Regions from separate parts of the Macaca mulatta genome. Here region 2 is linked to region 1. Evidence: chromatin contacts called from public Hi-C data. All regions are on one chromosome and are shown on one strand. Each heading gives the region's core, a stretch centred on a gene start, on an enhancer-like site or on the middle of the called end of the contact. The rest is flanking DNA. Distances are from core to core; before and after follow the strand shown.

Region 1 (3,085 bases), core at 375-2,874:
TCTACCCAGAGCCACTTCACCCTCAAGGGCCTGCCCCTGGAGGTGGGAAGTGCCCAGATTGTACCTATTTTCTCCTCTATTTGGGAGAAAATAAAAAGACAAAATCTGGGCTCTTTCCACCTCCACAGCCACAAAGATCACCAGAGGATCCACTGAGAAACGCTGTAGCTCAGTCACCTATTAAGCGAGATGATGGACATGAAACTGTGTGCGAATAGTGGAGCACTTTGGGAATGTTGCTCATCTAATTATCTCCATAAAGAAGCAGTGGGGAGACCTTATATTCTTGGCAGTCCCAAAGCCTACCCCAAACTCAGGTATTTCTACTAGTTCTTTCCCTTCCTCCCCATACAGGGTGGCGGTTTTTGCCAAGGCCACACCTGTCCCAGGTCTTGTGTTCAAGTGCGTGTGCCAGGCTTGGGTATGCCACGCTCCCGGTGGGAGCTCCAGGTTTATCGCTGGCGCCCGCAGTGCTACGGAAGTCCAGCAGGGGGAGACATTAGCACGTGGGTACGTCCTCTGGGGTCCGACCAGGGAGAGTGGGTCGGACCGGGAGGGTCTGAGCTATGGGATCGAGCCAAGTTATAAGCAAAGAGGCAAGGCGGGGCGGGGAGAATGGGCCAGGGCTGGGAGACAAAGACCCAGATGGCGAGGCCGGGACAGGCTGGAGTCCGGCTTCTCAGGGCCAGGATGCCCGCTTTTGCTTTTTCAAAAGTCTCGTGTCCTGTGCTTTTTCCTCTTTGCCCTCGAGGTGTCTTTCTTTATCGACGTGCCCTCTCATCCCCGCTTGCCTATCCCGGGACCTTGCCCGCGCCTTCGGACAGGACAAGACTAAATCTTGGCTCCAGAGGTCCCACAAGCCTCCCCCAGAAAGCTGAAATTCCGAAGGTCTGGTCCCCAGGGGCAATGAACATGCCTTCCCTCCCCACCAAACCCCACCCTGCCCCCCGCCCCACCTCCAACCCCGGTCAGGTACTGGACCCTCCCAAGTCTCCCCCTCCCACTGTTCTCACTTTTATGTTCCCGACTCTGGGTCCAAGTGCAAGCAGACAGTGCATTTTGAGGGCGAGAGGAGGAAAGCCCACCAAAGCCTTACGTTGGACTGGACGGGGAGCAGACAGGCTGTCCTTGACACGGAGGTGGGCACAGAGCAGGACTTCAGGGGTCCTGTGTGTAAAAAGAGAGTGGAAATACTTTCCTGGGGTACATGGGACAGGGTCAGTGGGCTGGGGTGTTGACCAGACGCGTGGGGAGGAGAGCAGGCCGGCGGCTCTTTAGAGTGCCAACTTCCCACGGGTTGAGCGCTCTGGGAACAGGACTGAGCGGGACCCAACCCTAACCACACGAGCCGCACACTCAGATTGGTGCCATCGGCCGCGCGGCGTCCTTAAGAGCTCCCTGAAACCCCGCCCCCTTCCTGCTCTAGGGGCGTGGTATGGGGCAAGGACCCCGCCACTGAGCTTGCTATTGGCTAAGAGAGCAGGGTTGGCCTTGCGTTCGCCTGAGCAAGGGAGTAGACAGCACAGCGGCAGCGAAGGAAGCCTATGCGAGCTGGACAGCAGTGGGAGGTGTGTGAAGCTCGCACTGGCCGCAGACCCTCGGGCTCGATCGCCCGGGAGCAAGGACTCGGCGACGCGAGGCTGCCGGGCTACCCGGCCGAGGCATCGGAGGCGCAAACTAATGGGACTGGCTCGCTCGGCAGCGTCTCCCCGCTCTTCTAAGTACACTGAGCAGGGCCCGCGTTGAAGTAGAAGCTGTCCGGGGGCGCGTAGCCCGGAGTCCCAGTGTGGCCCGGAGGAACGGAGCCCGTGCCAGGGCGGCCCAGTCGGGAGCCCGGGGACCGAGCTTGTTTTGTGGGGAAACCCCCACTTCTTCCAAGGGACAGCGATCCCGGGACGGTCAAGGCGTCGGGGCGGCCACCGAGCCCTCTGCGGGAAGACCCCGTCGGGGAGAGGGCTCGCAGCCCCGAACCGTCTCGGGGAGTCGAGCGGAATCGGGCGGGATCACCCGGGGGCGCAGAGCCCCCGTCGTGCCTCGTGCGGCAGCGGAGTGCCCAGGAGAACGAGCCCTCGGAGGCCGAAGCCCATGCCCGGGTTGGGGGCGGCTGCCCAGTGAGTCCTCCTGGCCGGCCGGGCGGAGAAGAGCGACACCGAAGCCGGCGGGAGGGGAGCACTTCAAAGCCGGCGGCTGCGGAGGATGGGCGCCTGAGCGGCTCCGAGCGCAGCGCGGCAGAGGAAGGCGAGGCGAGCTTTGCTGAGGAGGCGCCAAAGGATCCCGAAGTGCAGCCTGCCCCCGGGAAGATGGCTCGGCCTGGGCAGCGTTGGCTCGGCAAGTGGCTTGTGGCGATGGTCGTGTGGGCGCTGTGCCGGCTCGCCACACCGCTGGCCAAGAACCTGGAACCCGTATCCTGGAGCTCCCTCAACCCCAAGTGAGTAACTTATCTCCTCTGGACCCTGGGGTGGGAGGCACTCCTTCAGGGTGAGGCCGCACGCCCCGGAGTGCATGTGGGGCGGTCTTTGGAGGAGGAGCGGCGCCTCATTTTGTCTCCGCTTTCTCGAGTGTTTTCTTGCGGGCGGGCGGGCGGGCAGGCGGGCGGAGCAGGGTGCGGCGGGGTGGGGTAGGGGGACTTGGCTGGGTTGTGACCCCCTGGGCTTCCCAGCCCTTGCCTCCGCACGTCCTGGATCAAGTGGAGATGGTCGCACCAGGCAGAGCTGGGGAGTCCGGGCGCCCGAGAGCGCACCGGAGAGCTGAGTGGAGGCGAGAACGCAGCTTCCTCCGGGGCCCCTGGGAACGTGGTGATTTTCGCCGAGAGCCGCTCCAGGAGTGAGCTTGACTCGGGCGAGGGACAAGGCCAGAACACGGGTTCCTCGTTTGCTTAGCTGTGGAGGGAACACAGAGCGGGACCCGGCGCTTGGGGCGGGTGGCAGCGCCAACATCCCCACTCGGGCTTCTCCCATTTTCATTTTTCTTTCTTCCTTGTTTGCCACCCTGGCTTTTTGCTTTGCTGTCTCTTCTTGCCCCCCGCCCCTCCTTTCTCCCTGCCGGAGCGGTAGAAAGGCGGGCGCTGCTCCCAGGCTCACAAAGG
Region 2 (3,366 bases), core at 477-2,976, 330 kb after region 1:
TGGAAGGGGACCAGCAATCCTGCAACAGAGGGATGTTTATGTTTGTAGGGGGAAAGGGTATGAGTGTTAGAATGATTCTGGATGTGGGTATGAGAATGACAGGCATGGGTGGGGTGGCTTTGGAGGAGAGGGGTGTGTGTATGTATGAGGAAAGGGAAGGTGTTTATGTGTGTCGCTGTATGTGTGGCAGCTGAAACTACAGAAGGATGCCCATGTTTATGTGTATGTCACAGGCAGGGGAGTGTATGGTTGGCAATGGAGAGGAGTGTCTGAGAGTTTGTGTGTGCGTATGTTAGTCAAAATGGGAGGCAACAATGGAGAAATGTCAGTGTGAGCAAATGCAGCAGGCACAAACGGAAGCGGGGGTCGGGAGTGGCGCAGCACTGGAGACGGATGCGCTTGAGGTGGATGGAACAGAGGCCGGCAATCAAAGAACGATGCCTGCCTGTGTGGATATGGCAAGCAGGGAAGCAGGTGGTGTCCCCATAGAAGGATTTATGTGAGTGTGTGTGTGCACCTCAGGGACCAGCGAAAGAGCTGTGTCTGACACACGTGGCAGATCAATAGAGGAGAGCATTTGAGGAGGGGGTATGAATGAGCACATGTGGCTGTATATGCATGTCACTGGCCAGCAATAGAAGGATGTCCTTATGTGTGTATATGACAGGAAGGAAGAAGGAGAGCAGCCTGAGGGGGTGTGTGAATAGGCATGTGTTCGCGAGAGCACGCAGAGGCCGAACAGGGAGGGGGCCGGTGCTAGAGGTGTGTATGTGGTAGGCGGATAGAGGAGGGGGAAGGCATGGGAGGGTGTGAGGGTGTGAGGGTGTGTGGAGGGTGTGTGAGAGGGTGTGTGCTGCGTGTGCCTGCGCATGCGCGGGAGAGAAGACGCACTGGAACCTTGAGGATGGAGGGGCAAGGAGGGGGCTGCAATGGAAAGCTTCTCTGCGGGGGCGCGTGCTCGCGAGACACGGAGGGGTGTGGGGTAGGGGGTACGCAATGTCATAATAAGAGGTGGGAAAAGGCCATCAGCTCAAACGGGAGACCCAAACCGATGTAGCAGGGAAGAGGCAAAATGAAAGAAAAGGGCGTGCGTGGGTCTAGTTTTCCCTGAGAATAATTATTTTTTCCTCCTTACAATTTTTTCCCTGGGAACAGTATTTTTACCTAAAAATCTTAACCATTTACCATTTGGCAAAACAACAGCAAAATATGGGAAGAAAGGCCACGGAGTGCTCCGCAAAGGGGCCGAGGAGGGAAGAAGGAAGGAGAGGGGAGGAGAGGCAGGGAGAAGTGGGAGAGGGCCGCGACCACCACTACCCTCCCAATAGCGATGAAAGCCACTCGAGTGGGGACCGCGCCACACGAAAGGGGTTCCCGGCAGCGGAGGATGCGGCCCCAGAACAGGCCGATGTAGAACATGGGCCTCACTCTGCAGTCAGGTCCCGCGTCCGCCCCACCCCTTCCCGAGGGGCGAACCTGAAAAGCAGTTCCCAGGAACCCCGCAAAATCCTCGTCCCCGTGCCCGGCCACTCGCACTGCGCCCGACCACTCGCGCCACCGCCAGCGCCCGGATGAATCGAGGAAACAATCAGCCTTTCACTCACCAAGTCCAGAAAGCCACACGCTTTTCAGAGAAGCAGAGCTCTCGGACCTCCGACCGCCACGACCGCCAGAGCCGCTGCTCCCGGTCTCGAGCTCCTCCCCCGCCAGACAGCAGCGGGGCGGGTGGCGACTGCGGCGGCGGAAGTGATTGTGAAGTCAGCTGGAGCCCGCCCCCTTGATGTGGCGGGGGCGGCAGCTGCTCTCCACAAATCAGGGTGGGCCCGAAAGCATTATTTCATCTTAAATGATGAAATCGTCAAGGATACAGCAAAGGACAGCGAAAAATGTCACGAACACCCAGCTTTAACTAATGTTAAATATTTAGCTATATTCCCTTCTGTGTTTTTTTTTTAATAAAATAAAATCTGCAAATTCTTTCTGATTAAGTCCAATGTGAGAGTAATTACGTTACTACATCACATCCTATGTTACGTGTTATGGTTGTACCGAAAGTATTAAACCTGTGAAACTATATTTAGGGTTGCAGTAAGCTTAAATTTTTTTAACCTTATTGTTAAAGCAAACTGAAGCTGTTTAGTGTTGAATTTGTTGCTGCTAATCACAAAACCAAGCTTCTCTATTCAAGAGATCATAAGACACAACACAGGTTCATATTCTGGTATTGCATTGCAGTTAAAACATATTACAGTTATGCCTTTTGGATTTATACCATTTTACTGAATTCTGAAGTCTTTAAATTGCGCTTTATAATGGAACTCTAATATTTACAGCCAATGTAAACATTTCCTATGTTCACAACAGTAGCAAAGTTTTGTTCTTACTGGAAACAAAATGCACAAGAGAACAAAAATCTTAGGGGTAGCAACATAATAGAAATAGAATGTATAACTTTCAAACCATTAAAGTAATAATATGTGGAACAAAGAGAAAAACTCATTCTGAACAAAGGTCAAGAAATGTTGCTGGGGGTGTGCAAAAAAAAGGATGCAAAAAGTAAACAAAAACGCAGGAATCTAAATATATCAGCATGCATTATGGGTTAACATCTCCTAATAAAAACCAAACTCTTATTTTGAGGATTTTGTTTTTAAAAGTCAAGTTATATACTATTTCTGTGAGTTTCACCTAAAGCAGAAATAGAAAAAATATATATATGACAGTAAAATACTAGCAGAAAAAAAGGAAGGGAGGGAGGGAATGAGGGAAAGAAAGAAGCAAAAAAAAAAAAAAAAAGAAAGAAAGAAAAGGAAGGAGGAAAGAAACTCGTAACAACATCAATATCCTAAACATCGAGAACTCAGAGTAAAAAGCACTAAAGAGAACAAAACAGGTTGTTTTATTCACTCAGAAAGATACGACAAGCTGATGGTGTGTGCCTGTAGTCCCAACTACTTAGGAGGCTGAGGCAGGAGGATTGTGTGAGCCCAGGAGGTTGAGACTGAAGTGAGTGGAGATCACGCCACTGCACTCCAGCCTGGACAACCAAGCAAGATGCTGTCTCAAAATAATGATGATAATAATAATGATAATAATAATTGAACTTCATTGGCGAGAAATCTGAAGCTATCAATTTTTTAAATGGAGATACATTTTCTTTCTTTTTTTTTTTTTGAGATACATTTTCATCTAGCAATTCTACTTCTAGTCAACTTCTCTGTTGTGTGTTCTATTGAGACACACAAGTGGAGACAGATATGTGAATAGGAGTGTAGCAAGATAATGCAAACCACTTTAATTCTCCTCAACAAATAAATTGCTTAAATTTACTTAAACATGTTGCTTGGTGGCTCATGTACAGACATG

Evidence for each region. Hi-C and Micro-C count contacts between places; a contact is called where the count stands out from the background.
Region 2: a Hi-C map of fetal cortex germinal zone shows a contact between it and region 1, with 3 times the contacts expected there. The contact joins the promoter of PJA1 here to the promoter of EFNB1 in region 1. A contact is called at or near these places in 2 of 14 Hi-C or Micro-C datasets (fetal cortex germinal zone and fetal cortical plate).

What each region holds. Positions count from the first base shown.
Region 1 is chrX:75,343,155-75,346,239 of T2T-MMU8v2.0, forward strand. It overlaps EFNB1 (ephrin B1), which reads left to right and starts at 1,625. Exons shown (of 5, transcript NM_001261375.1): 1 at 1,625-2,428. The coding sequence starts at 2,301.
Region 2 is chrX:75,670,396-75,673,761 of T2T-MMU8v2.0, forward strand. PJA1 (praja ring finger ubiquitin ligase 1) reads right to left here and starts at 1,727. Exons shown (of 2, transcript XM_015127613.3): 1 at 1,605-1,727.